Regions from separate parts of the Mus musculus genome. Here all the other regions are linked to region 1. Evidence: chromatin contacts called from public ChIA-PET and HiChIP or PLAC-seq data. All regions are on one chromosome and are shown on one strand. Each heading gives the region's core, a stretch centred on a gene start, on an enhancer-like site or on the middle of the called end of the contact. The rest is flanking DNA. Distances are from core to core; before and after follow the strand shown. Region 1 overlaps Unc5b (unc-5 netrin receptor B). Region 2 holds the start of Pcbd1 (pterin 4 alpha carbinolamine dehydratase/dimerization cofactor of hepatocyte nuclear factor 1 alpha (TCF1) 1). Region 3 overlaps Cdh23 (cadherin 23 (otocadherin)).

Region 1 (3,424 bases), core at 127-2,626:
TTTCCGGCTCTTGTCTGTCTTTTCCACATCTGACATTCTATGACTCTACCTAACAGCTCCTGAGAACCTGAACTACCTGTAATGAGAAAGCCAGGAGACACAGATAGCTCACATACAATATTCACAGAACATCAAATGGTGCCCATGTGCTCTGGGGCATCCTGGGAGCCAGCTGGGGGCCCAGATTTTAACTTCCTGGTGACCTCTGCCAGAGGCAGTAGCCCGGTTCATATCACAGGGACAGAGCCACAGAAGGAAATGCCAGCAAGGTTCTGAAGACTGAACCAGAGGGCATCTATTCTGTGCCCCACCCCCAGCCCCAGGGAGGCCTGGCTGGCCTGTCTCTCAGCTGTCAGCTGCAGAGCTGTTTCCCTATTAGCTGCTCTGGCTGCTGAAGGAGCAAGGAGCTCTGGACAGACTACAGAGCTGTGAACAAAAGCCAGGCCAGGCAGTGGCTGCCCTTGGGGCTGAAGTGATGGACAGGGGCCTGAGGAGCCACAGGGGAGGGGAGACAATGGGAGTGGGTGGGTGTCCAGGCAAACAGGTTTGGCCAGTGGAAGGGAAACTGAGAGTGAGCAGGAACCTCCAGCATTTTCCGGGGCTGTTATTCTAAGCAGCTTTTTATTTATTCAGAGGTCAGGGATGCGGCTTAACAACTGTCAGCTCGATATTTATTACAGGTGCATCAGCCTGGACCACGGACCCTGTGATGAGGTGACCACAGGACCTTCTTTCCCCCCACCACCCATCTCCTTAGTGTGGCTACTTGGAAACCTGCAAGGAAAGGCTGAAGGGCCTTACTTTGCTGAAAGACAGCCAAAGCCAGCTCTTGGTTTACTTTGGGGGAAACTGAGGCACCAATCTACCTCCAGATCATAGAGCATCCTGGTCGTTGTAATAAACTAATGCTCTGGAAGAGATCAGACTCCAGCAGCATTTAGAAATGCAGTTAGCAACCTGCCTGTCAGCCCAGAGGATCCAGGCACAAGACTGCAAGCCTTGCTTCCAACGTGCTCAAACTGCTACTGCCTCAGTTTCCCCTTCTGCATAAGCAGGGTCATGCCACCCACTTCCTACCTAGGCTGGAAGACACCCTGCAACTAGAATTTGCTTATTCACTTTTACGTGGCCCCGGGATGTGGGGAGGAGAGACTCAGAGTGTGGGGGGGGGGTCTCTCTATAGCCACCAAGTGCCTTCCTTATTAGGTTCCTAACAAAGGCTTCTAAGGAAGGCAGAGGCAACCAATAAATCTCCCTCACCAAGAGTCTCTTCCTAACAGACTGAAGACGTGTAAATGACCCAGTGCATTGCTGGGAGTGCCAACAGGCGGAAGTGGTGGTGACATCATGCGCCCATCCGGCTCCGAGCCTTCCAGCAGCCTGAGGTCAGCTCACAGAGCCCTGGCACCTCCCCCAGCAGCCCCACACCGAGCCAAGAGGAGCCTGGCACTGCCAGCGCTGGGGCTGGGCTGACAGCTTGGAGTCCCTCCTTCCTCACGTCCCCTCTCTGTGATGCTTCCCCCCCCACACACACACACTCCAACCCCCACCACCCCAATCGCATCCCTGAACAGCATTCACCAGCAAACGTGAGATTGCTGCTTCTCATATAACACATGAGCTGTGGTGTGAACTTCTGGTAAATGGAGATCTTATTTAAACTGCGTGCTATCAGGGGAGAAGAGACAGGTTCCAACACAGCTCAGCTCTGTTGCCAGAAAAAAGGAGATGCCGGCACTGCTGGAGCCCAGAGCCATTGGTGTCTCTCAGGCACCAGGAGAGGGGCAACAGGGCCCTGGACAGCACTTTGCCATTTATTTGGGAGAGACGGACAGGATACCAGTTTCCTAATAGGGTTTGGCAAGGTTACCTCACTAGGGAACTGTTTGCTCTGTGGGACAAAAGAATGCCGTAAGGTCACAGACATCTCCAGAATGACAAAATGTAGGTGGGACAGGAGGGCCCAGAGTATACCTAATCACAGCCCTCTGCCTTCTTTGCAGACAGAACTACAAAGGAACTGAAGTCCCAGCACCCAGCCTACAGCCACTGTTGCTGGAATCTCTGTGTGCCCACTGTTGGGGCTCATGGTTGGGGAATACAGGCTAGAATCTCTTGGAGCCTTGCAAAGACCCAATGTCTATGCCAGACTTAAATATGCAGACGGGGTTGGGGGGAGCAGGCGTGTGAACTCTAGCAAATTCTAGCTAACACTTCTGTGACACACTTAGTGACACACTTAGCGAGCAAATGTTCACTGAGGCCTACTCTGTGTGGGACACTGTTCTGGCCACTGGGCCATTCCCAAGGGACACAGCTCTGCCCTCATGGAGTGAGAAAGCCAGCTAAACCAGAGAACTTCTGTGTACAGGCACATGAGAACTCCAGGTGGTGGTAGGTGCTGATGGATGGGGCTGTTAAGCTTTCTAAGAGGGGACACCTGAGCGGACACAGGACAAAAAGCTGCCAGTCTGGTCAAACTGAGGGTTCCAGTGTTCCACAGTGGAGCAGATTTCCTTATGTGGACGCGAGGGCCCTTCTCCATGAGCTATGGAATCCACGCTTCTGCCAACACCCCTTACATTCACGAGGTGCCCATGGGAACATGCCATGTTCAAAATGTGCCTAGCCATTTGAGGCCAACAGACATTATAACACTTTCTCTCTTCAGGAAATTCTACAGGTGACAGGGCTATGGGGACAATGGAAAGTGTTTGATGGAATGAAGGAAGGGAGTGGAGTCTATTAAGCTAACCCTACACCTATCAGGTAGGGAAAGTCTCAGAGAGAAGTATACTGCTTAGATGTGGCCTCTCTGCTTTGAAGGGGGATGGGGACAATGGCCCCACTGCCCTCTCAAAGTTGTCACCACCACCAACCCCTTGCACCAAACCTACACCAAGTTTCTGCCACTCAGTTACACTCATGTAAATAGCCCATTCTGCCCATTCTCGCCATGGTACAAGCCTGGGACACACCCAGGGCACGTCCATGGCTCCTCCAGTTTGTGGAAGATGGGGATGGCCTTTCCTCTCACAATACCAAAACTACCCAGACAAAATGGTACCAGATAAGGCTGTGGAGTTTGAAGTCTGGTGAAATCTGGAATCTCGCCTGTAGGGAACATAGGTCCTAGCGATCCACCGCTCAATTACATCAAGAAAGAAAATAGGACAGAGTTGGGTTGGAGTGGCTGACCCACATACCCAGGGAGAGAGAGGGGCAGATGGACGTCTTCAGATGTCCCTGCTCAGGAAAAGCAGGCTGGGTCACTGGTCAGTCAGTGGACAGACAAGTGAAATCAATTTCTAGCATGGCGACTGGCTTATGGAGAGTCGTCCCTGATTCTACCTTTGGGGGAAGGCCTGGAAACCAGCTTGTGTGGCCTTAGCTCTTCTGGACACTTGGGACCAGCGGCTTCCCT
Region 2 (3,277 bases), core at 458-2,957, 270 kb after region 1:
CCCTTTGGGGGAATCACATCAGATATCCTGCATATCAGATATTTAAATTATAATTTATAACAGTATCAAGATTACAGTTATGAAATAATGGATCTTTAGGGAGCTGGAGAGACGGCTCAGTGATTAAGAACACTGACTGCTCTTCCAAAGGTCCTGAGTTCATTTCCCAGCACCCACATGGTGGCTCACAATCATCTATAATGGGATCTGATGCCCTCTTCTGGCATGCAGGTGTACATGCAGATAGAGCACTCATTATACATAAATAAATCTTTAAAAAAAAAAAAGAAAGAAAAGAATCAACTAATGGTACATAGAACATGAATGGACTTCAAAGGTAAGTATAAACTAAATGGTTTCAATGCATGGGGCCATGGGGATGTCTAGAAAATGCAACCTGCTTGCCAGCAATTGAAGAGCATTGGCTTAGGGGGAGCCCTGGAAGAGAGAGGCTATCTGGTGGCACAGGGAGAGGTGTTCCTAATCCTGCTGATGGATTCCTAAGAGAAGCACATGTCCCTCCATGTCACTGAAGTTATTAGGGTCAGAGCCTGGACCCTGGCAGTCCTAACAAGCAGGGCTCACCCACTACTCTCTATATGCCAACGAAAGAGACAAGTCACAGCAGAGGTGCTGTGGAGAGGGCTCAGAGCGCTTACTGCTCTCGCAGAGAATCTGAATTTGGCTCCAGTACCCATATGAGGCAGCTCACAACAACACCTAAGTGCAATTCCAGGGGATGCAATGTTCCCTTTTGGCCTCCATGGCATCTACATGCATACAGCACACAGTACACATAAATCCATGCACCCACACAAATGCGCACGCGCACACACACACACACACACACACACACACACACACACAAATAAATCTTAAAAATTAAAACAGTGATTAAAACAGCAAGCAAGGTGATTTACTCAATACAGCTTTACTGGGAAGAGAAATGAAGGGGTCCATGAGCCTCCAAGTCTGTCCACTGGGACCTAATCTACGGCTCAAGGTTAAACAGCGGGCAAGAGGAATACCTTACTAAACAAGGTGGCCTGGCAAATTGCCAGAATGGTGTGAAATCTTTCCAGTAGACAAGTTTCTTCTCTGGCTGGCACCAGACCTTAGTTTTTCCTTTTCATACCATGCCTTTCCTGGAAGAAATTCTGATTTCTTGGGTTCCATTGTTTCAATAGCCTGATAGCCCAAAGGAGGGATACGTTGAGTCCCTTTAGAATATCTTCTATTGGGCTGGAGAGATGGCTCAGTGGTTAAGAGCACTGGCTGCTCTTCCAGTGGTCTTGAGTTCAATTCCCAGTAACTACATGGTGGTTCACAACCATCTGTAATAGGATCTGATGCCCTCTTTTGGTGTGTCTGAAGACAGCTACAGTGTACTTATATATAATAAATAAATCTTTTTTAAAAAAGTCTTCTGTTCTGTTAAGATGGTTAAAACTGTGCACTTTATATATGTGCAGTCCAGTGTATGTGACATTTATCTGGGTGGCTTTTGTTGTCGTTGTTACTGTAACAATAGGTCAGGCAGTCTGGTGCCCAGAGTCCTCTGGCAGAGAGGGAGCAGAGGTACTGAGATGTCAAAGCTTTTGCCCTGGAGCCCATCACGCAGCCATGCTCACAGAGCACAGGGCATGGAAAGCATTGCAAGGGCGTGGAGCAAGGAGGACCCATGTTAATTATTACCCGCGGCCACCGGATCTCTGCCCCGCCCCCGCGGTGGCCTGCTGCTTGCCCGCTGCTCTCTCCCTCGCTGCCGCCACCTGCTTCCCGCACTGGACATGGTAAGCGCAGGAAGTCTGGTGGACCCTGAGAGGAGACCAGGAAGTGGGGGGCGGGGGGTGGTGTGGAGAGACGACTAGGGCTCCGATGCTGGGGGCGCGGGCCACGCTGAGCCTCCTGCAGCGCCATCCAGCCGGGCTAGAGTCGCCTGGCCTCCCTTGGGGGCGGTGGCGGTGGGCCTGGAAACCTAGCCTGTCCCAACTCCCAGGCCTAGTCTGCTGGCGGGGTGTGGCAGCAAGGCAAGTCTCCGTGGCGCTGCCTGGCCCTACAGGCTTGCCAGATTGGGGTGGGGGTGGGGGTGGTGTTCAGTTCTCTCTGCACCCAGTGCTGTCCCTGGCCTTAAGCCCCGCCCTAACACCTAGATAGGGTGCTGTGTCCCACCTTGGCGTGGTGGTGGGTCAGGATCTTAGGTAGGTCCCTAGGAAAGGAGCCCCTAGACCTCCCTGCAACCCTTACCAAATAGCGTGGTTCGGGTTCTCTGTACTCGATCAGGGATAGGAGGGTGTTTTGGCAGCTGAGGCCTGGGAAGAGTCATTGGGCCCAAAGACACCACAGGCTTGGATAATCAGTAATCGCTCAGCCCACACTAACAAGCTGACAGAGCTTCCCTAAGCAAATAAGGCCCTTACCCCTCTGACCTGAGTTCAGAGCATTGTCAGCCTGAAAGTTGGTTCTGGAAAATTCTAAAGAGTGGAGCCCTGTTGATACCTGGCTGCCTGGTTACAAGTGTCCCGCTTATCACCCACTGAAGGGTCAATGCTGGAAGTCCCCCACCCCCTTCATTAACCACAGAGCAGATCTCTGCACTGAGCTGGAGCCCCTTGTTTCTGAGAGCACACACACACTGGTGTTGGTTCTGTAGGCCCCACTGCTGGCCTGAGAACTGTCACAGATGTTCTTGTTCTAGGAAGTGTTGGTTTTTTGTTTTTTTTTTTTTTTTTAATGAAGCTGACTTTCACTTGATAACCTTGCTACTGAAGTATTTCCACTGGCATCTCTTGGTCTAAGGAGTGGGTCTCATCCCTTCACTCATGAAGCCAAAGGGCCATTTCGATACCCACCCCAGGGTATGGAAACGATGGGTGGCTTGCAGGACACAGTTCACCTTCCTCCTGCTCCCCAAGCCAAATTTGAGTCCTTGTCAGTTGAACACTGTATCCCTGGGTGATTCTCTTTCACAATCCTAGCTTGTTAGACTCAGGGCCCCACGTTCCTCTAGAGGACAGAACAGACACTAACTTCTGTTTTCCAGGGGTCCACTCAGGACCTGACCTGGTATGTGCTGGGGGATCACACCGTGGGCACTTTGTATAACAGGGTAATGAGCATGCCAGGTGCCCTTGACAGACTACTTCCATTTTGAGTCTGGGCCCTGTGGTCCTAGGTTCCTAAGACAGCCACCCTGAGAGCCTCACCCTGACAGCTGTGGACTATACAGGGGCGAGGAGGAGGTGGCAGAGACTCATCTGGGAATGGGTTTGAATGG
Region 3 (3,696 bases), core at 703-3,202, 440 kb before region 1:
TCCTTAGGTCATGAGGTCAGCAGGGGCCTTGAGCAAACCTTCAAGTCCCAAGCTCCATCCCACCTTCTCTGAGCAATATCCGTGTGTGTGTGTGTGTGTGTGTGTGTGTGTGTGTGCGTGCGTGCGTGTGTGTGTGTGGTGTTGCACACGTATCACAGGGCCAGAACAGCAAAGAGAGGGGCCAGTGAAGACTGTCTAATATGGTACAGGGAGGGACAGGGACAGCTGGACAGCTGGGTTCCAGCTCATGGGAATGAAGGCCTGGAATAGCCCCCTGGCACTGGCTGGCATCACTTCCTGTTTTTCAGCATGATTAAGGAGTTCAGATTCTTATATGAAATAAGACGATGAATCACAGAAATGAGAATCCTGGGCTGCTGGCTGGTTGAAGCAGCTGCTGGCCAGATTTCAGCCTTCTTGTCCACAGTTCTGTATTAAAGAGAGAGGATCAGGCCAGGAGCAGGAGGCTACTGTGACCCGGTGGGGAAGGAAACTCCAGGAAACAGCATTTTCTTTCAAGTCTGAGGCCTGGATCTCGGGTGGAGAAGAGCACCAGGAACGGGAAGAGAGAAGGGTCACTGTGGGTGTGACCACCAGCCCCAGGAAGATCATAGGCCATAGAGACTACACACACGGCTACATTCACTGCCAGGGGCAGGTTGGGAGGTAGCCTGGGTTTTAAGAACTGCTTCAAGCTGCTCTACTCACCCCAGGCCAGTCCTCACCATCCTTTTGAGGGCCGTGATTTCTGGATCCCATAGCTGACAGCCTTTTGGTATGCACAGTGCTCATGGTCCTTAGGGACCCTTTCCATCTTACAGAAGAAAGCCACTGTGCCCAACCTCAAATCAGGCTGCCTTGCCTGGTTTCAGTCCCCCCAAGACTCTCCCCCCAAGCATCAGGCTGATGTCAGAAGCTGGGGGTGGTGGTAGGGGTGTCAATTCCTCCATGGCTGGCTGTGTGACTTTACACATAGTTACTCGACCTCTCTGGTTTTCCATTTTCTCAGCGGAAAACTTCTGAACCAAGAAGACTTGAGCACTGGATGTAGGAAGCAGGAAATGAGCAAGCACGGGTACAGGTGGTGTATAGTAATCTCCATTACCCCTCCTCTTCCTGTCTGATGGACACTCAGCCTTTCTCCATAGGCCTGTACTTATCTACCAGGGAATAAGTAGTCTGAGTCTGCTAAGGAAGCAAGTTGCTATGGGAAATGGAAACAGTGATAGCTAGTATACCCCATGCTCAGAGCCAAACCAGACAGAGTGAGCTGTCCTGTGTGCGTACATGCATGCGTGCGTGCGTGCGTGCGTGCGTGCGTGCGTGTGCGTGTGTGTGTGTGTGTGTAACTGGCCCTTCAAATTCTTTGGTCAGTTAGGGTCCTCACACCACAGGACCTATGTATACCCTGTTCCCTGTGCCAGAAAAACAAACAAACAAACAAACAAACAAACAAACAAACAAACCTTTCCCTGTTGGCTGCATTAACCCCTGGTCAGCCTGAGTGACTTTAGGCAAGCCCACCCCAGCGTTCCCTGACATTATGTCATAGTGACGCTGTGATAGGGTCCCCTCCCCACCTGAATCTAGCTCTTGCCTTGCAGGCAGGGTTAAATCTGCTGTGGGTTTCTGCTGCATCAGGAGCCCAGCCAGCACAGGCTGGGCCTGGCATAGTCAGTCAATGGTGGTGCTGTGGTTGCTACTTTCTGGTGGTGATAGGGGTGTGGGGGGAGAAGGGAGCCAGCTCTGGTAGGTGAAGAGAGGATGGAGGCCTTCTCCAGCTCCCAGCCTCAGAACCTCACCTCCCTGCCCATCCCCCATCCCCCAGTATACAACCCAGGAGCTCCTATAGCTGAGACTTCCTTCCGGCCTTTCCCCCCACCCCATTGCTGAAGCAGGAAGGAGTCAGGTGGAGGTGAGCTGTGGTTTGGCTACTGGCCCTGGAAAGGAAATTGTACCACCTTTAAAGGCCTTTTGTACGTGCACTGTAGCAACTCAAACAGCACGGGGGCCAACTGGGCTGGGTATCTGGGGCATGAAACAGGTTTTGCTTCTTGGAAGAGAGCTGAGTGGGGGAGAGAGTCTGAAGTTCCTGTCATCCACATCAGAAAGGGTTGCCCGGATGCCAGAGTGGTACCACGCTCTCATGGGATACCCAGCAGCCACCGAGGGCCGAAGGGCAGCGGGGGCCCACGATACCGAGGAAGATGCTAAGGTCTGCTACCCATATCTGCTAAGTTTCCTGCTGGGAGATTTAGGATGTGGTGTACTTGTCTGCTGCCCCAGGAGTTAAAGAAAGCTAAGTGTGTGTGGGTCAAAGCCCCATTCACACCCCCTACCTCTGCTCTGCCCCACCCCCAACCTGCTGAACTCCACCCTCAGGCCCAGTCCTTCTGGGGGCTCTGTCTGACACTCCTGAGCACACAGTCTTGGCAGTGGGGCTCACCCTGTGGACACAGCTACCATGCCAAGACCTCCCTGGGTGCTGGCCCTGAATACCCTCCTTTCCATGTCTCTCTTCCTGAGATCTGCCATCCCTTCTGAGGAGGGCAAGGTTGCTGGCAGGATTCTCTCTTTAGGGGGGGCAGGGGAAGCACACAGAGAGGCTAAGTAGCTTTGCTTTGTCACACAGCCTCTGAGGAGCCCTCAGGTCTCTTTCTGGGTATGTTCCAAGTATTTCTTTATTACTGCACTTCTGTCTCATGATTCCTTAGGGAATGGATGGACCATGGAGGACACAGCTTGGGAGAGGAGAATGGGTGGGCAGCAGAGGTCTGAGAGGAAGCCCTGCTGTAAATGTTTATGTTTCCCCTCTTTTTACACCGTTGATTGGTTTAGTGTGTGTTGGGGTGGCTGGGTGAGTATGGATGGGGGCGGGTAAGCGTGAACACGGGGCATGGCATCTTGTGAAGGTCACAGGATGACTTAGAGTCGGTTCTCTTCTACCGTGTGGGTCCCAGGGACCAGACCAAGGTCACCAGGCTTGGTCGCAATCACCTTTCTTCTCTGCACCAACTGGACAGCCCTCTGCCCTGTGGGCCCTATCTCCAGGGAAGGTCTGTGCACCACCAGTGGTACGAGGCAGTTCATGGGCTAACTCACCTTCTGTAGGCACAGCGGGAGCAGGGGCAGGAACAGGAAGGGAGAGAAAACAGATATAGATGGTTACTGGCTGGCCTGGTACCTTCCACCCACTGCCCATGGGTCAGGTGCTGGGGAATATTGGGTGGGGGCGGAGCTGCCACCCAGGACCCACTCACCACAGTAGAGTCCACCTTGGGGCCGCCATCGTCTGCCACGACTGTCAATGTGTAGAAGTCGCCCTTCTCTCTGTCGACCAAGCCTTTGACTGTGATCACACCCTGTGGGGTATGGGGTAGGGGTGAGGATGACAATTATCAGGCAGCCATTCTCTGCTCCAGCTGGAGCCTACCATCCCCTCACCCCACTCTGCCAGCCATGTTCACAGCACCGTCCTGACACAACTTTCCCATGAGTCTACAGGCTGAAATCCCATTGCTCTTATGGCCCATCCAGATTCCAGCCATCTCTTCTACAAGGGTCTCCTACCTCCCATCACCCCACCAGAATACTGTTCCCGCATATTCTCTGGATGCTCACACTCATAGCTTTTCTGCCCCAGAGCTCTCGGTCTGCCTACATTCCCAGTCTCCCTCGGGACAAGGCCTGGTCCAC

Evidence for each region. ChIA-PET counts read pairs in DNA pulled down with a chosen protein or histone mark. HiChIP or PLAC-seq counts read pairs in DNA pulled down with a chosen protein or histone mark.
Region 2: a contact with region 1 is called in an H3K27ac HiChIP or PLAC-seq map of acute myeloid leukemia, with 4 times the contacts expected there. The contact joins the promoter of Pcbd1 here to the enhancer-like site in region 1. A contact is called at or near these places in 10 of 39 promoter capture datasets (HPC-7-derived erythroid cells, cranial neural crest, embryonic stem cells and 3 more), 5 of 484 Hi-C or Micro-C datasets (bone marrow-derived macrophages and embryonic stem cells), 23 of 115 datasets of contacts at active chromatin or transcription factors (VIP interneurons, acute myeloid leukemia, bone marrow-derived macrophages and 15 more) and 2 of 9 other capture datasets (adipose tissue and pancreatic islet).
Region 3: an RNA polymerase II ChIA-PET map of memory CD8 T cells shows a contact between it and region 1, with 6 read pairs. The contact joins two enhancer-like sites. A contact is called at or near these places in 4 of 39 promoter capture datasets (embryonic stem cells, hematopoietic stem and progenitor cells, liver and 1 more), 6 of 115 datasets of contacts at active chromatin or transcription factors (the NIH/3T3 cell line, effector CD8 T cells, embryonic basal ganglia and 3 more) and 3 of 9 other capture datasets (adipose tissue, embryonic stem cells and macrophages).

What each region holds. Positions count from the first base shown.
Region 1 is chr10:60,815,690-60,819,113 of GRCm38.p6, forward strand. The region is part of intron 1 of Unc5b (unc-5 netrin receptor B); the gene reads right to left. Among named protein-coding and RNA genes, the nearest start is that of Unc5b, 14 kb to the right of the region's middle. RefSeq lists an enhancer at 1-1,154. Within about 2 kb of position 1,377, at least 157 of the 459 cell types and tissues checked have an H3K27ac peak or open chromatin away from gene starts, as enhancers often do. A contact at or near this core is called in the NIH/3T3 cell line, VIP interneurons, acute myeloid leukemia and 7 more, where this site is marked.
Region 2 is chr10:61,087,624-61,090,900 of GRCm38.p6, forward strand. Pcbd1 (pterin 4 alpha carbinolamine dehydratase/dimerization cofactor of hepatocyte nuclear factor 1 alpha (TCF1) 1) reads left to right here and starts at 1,708. Exons shown (of 4, transcript NM_025273.4): 1 at 1,708-1,793. The coding sequence starts at 1,791.
Region 3 is chr10:60,379,394-60,383,089 of GRCm38.p6, forward strand. Cdh23 (cadherin 23 (otocadherin)) reads right to left here. Exons shown (of 71, transcript NM_023370.3): 34 at 3,261-3,362; 35 at 3,103-3,105. It also overlaps a transcript of Vsir not described here. Among named protein-coding and RNA genes, the nearest start is that of Gm17455, 18 kb to the right of the region's middle. Within about 2 kb of position 1,953, at least 59 of the 459 cell types and tissues checked have an H3K27ac peak or open chromatin away from gene starts, as enhancers often do. A contact at or near this core is called in the NIH/3T3 cell line and memory CD8 T cells, where this site is marked.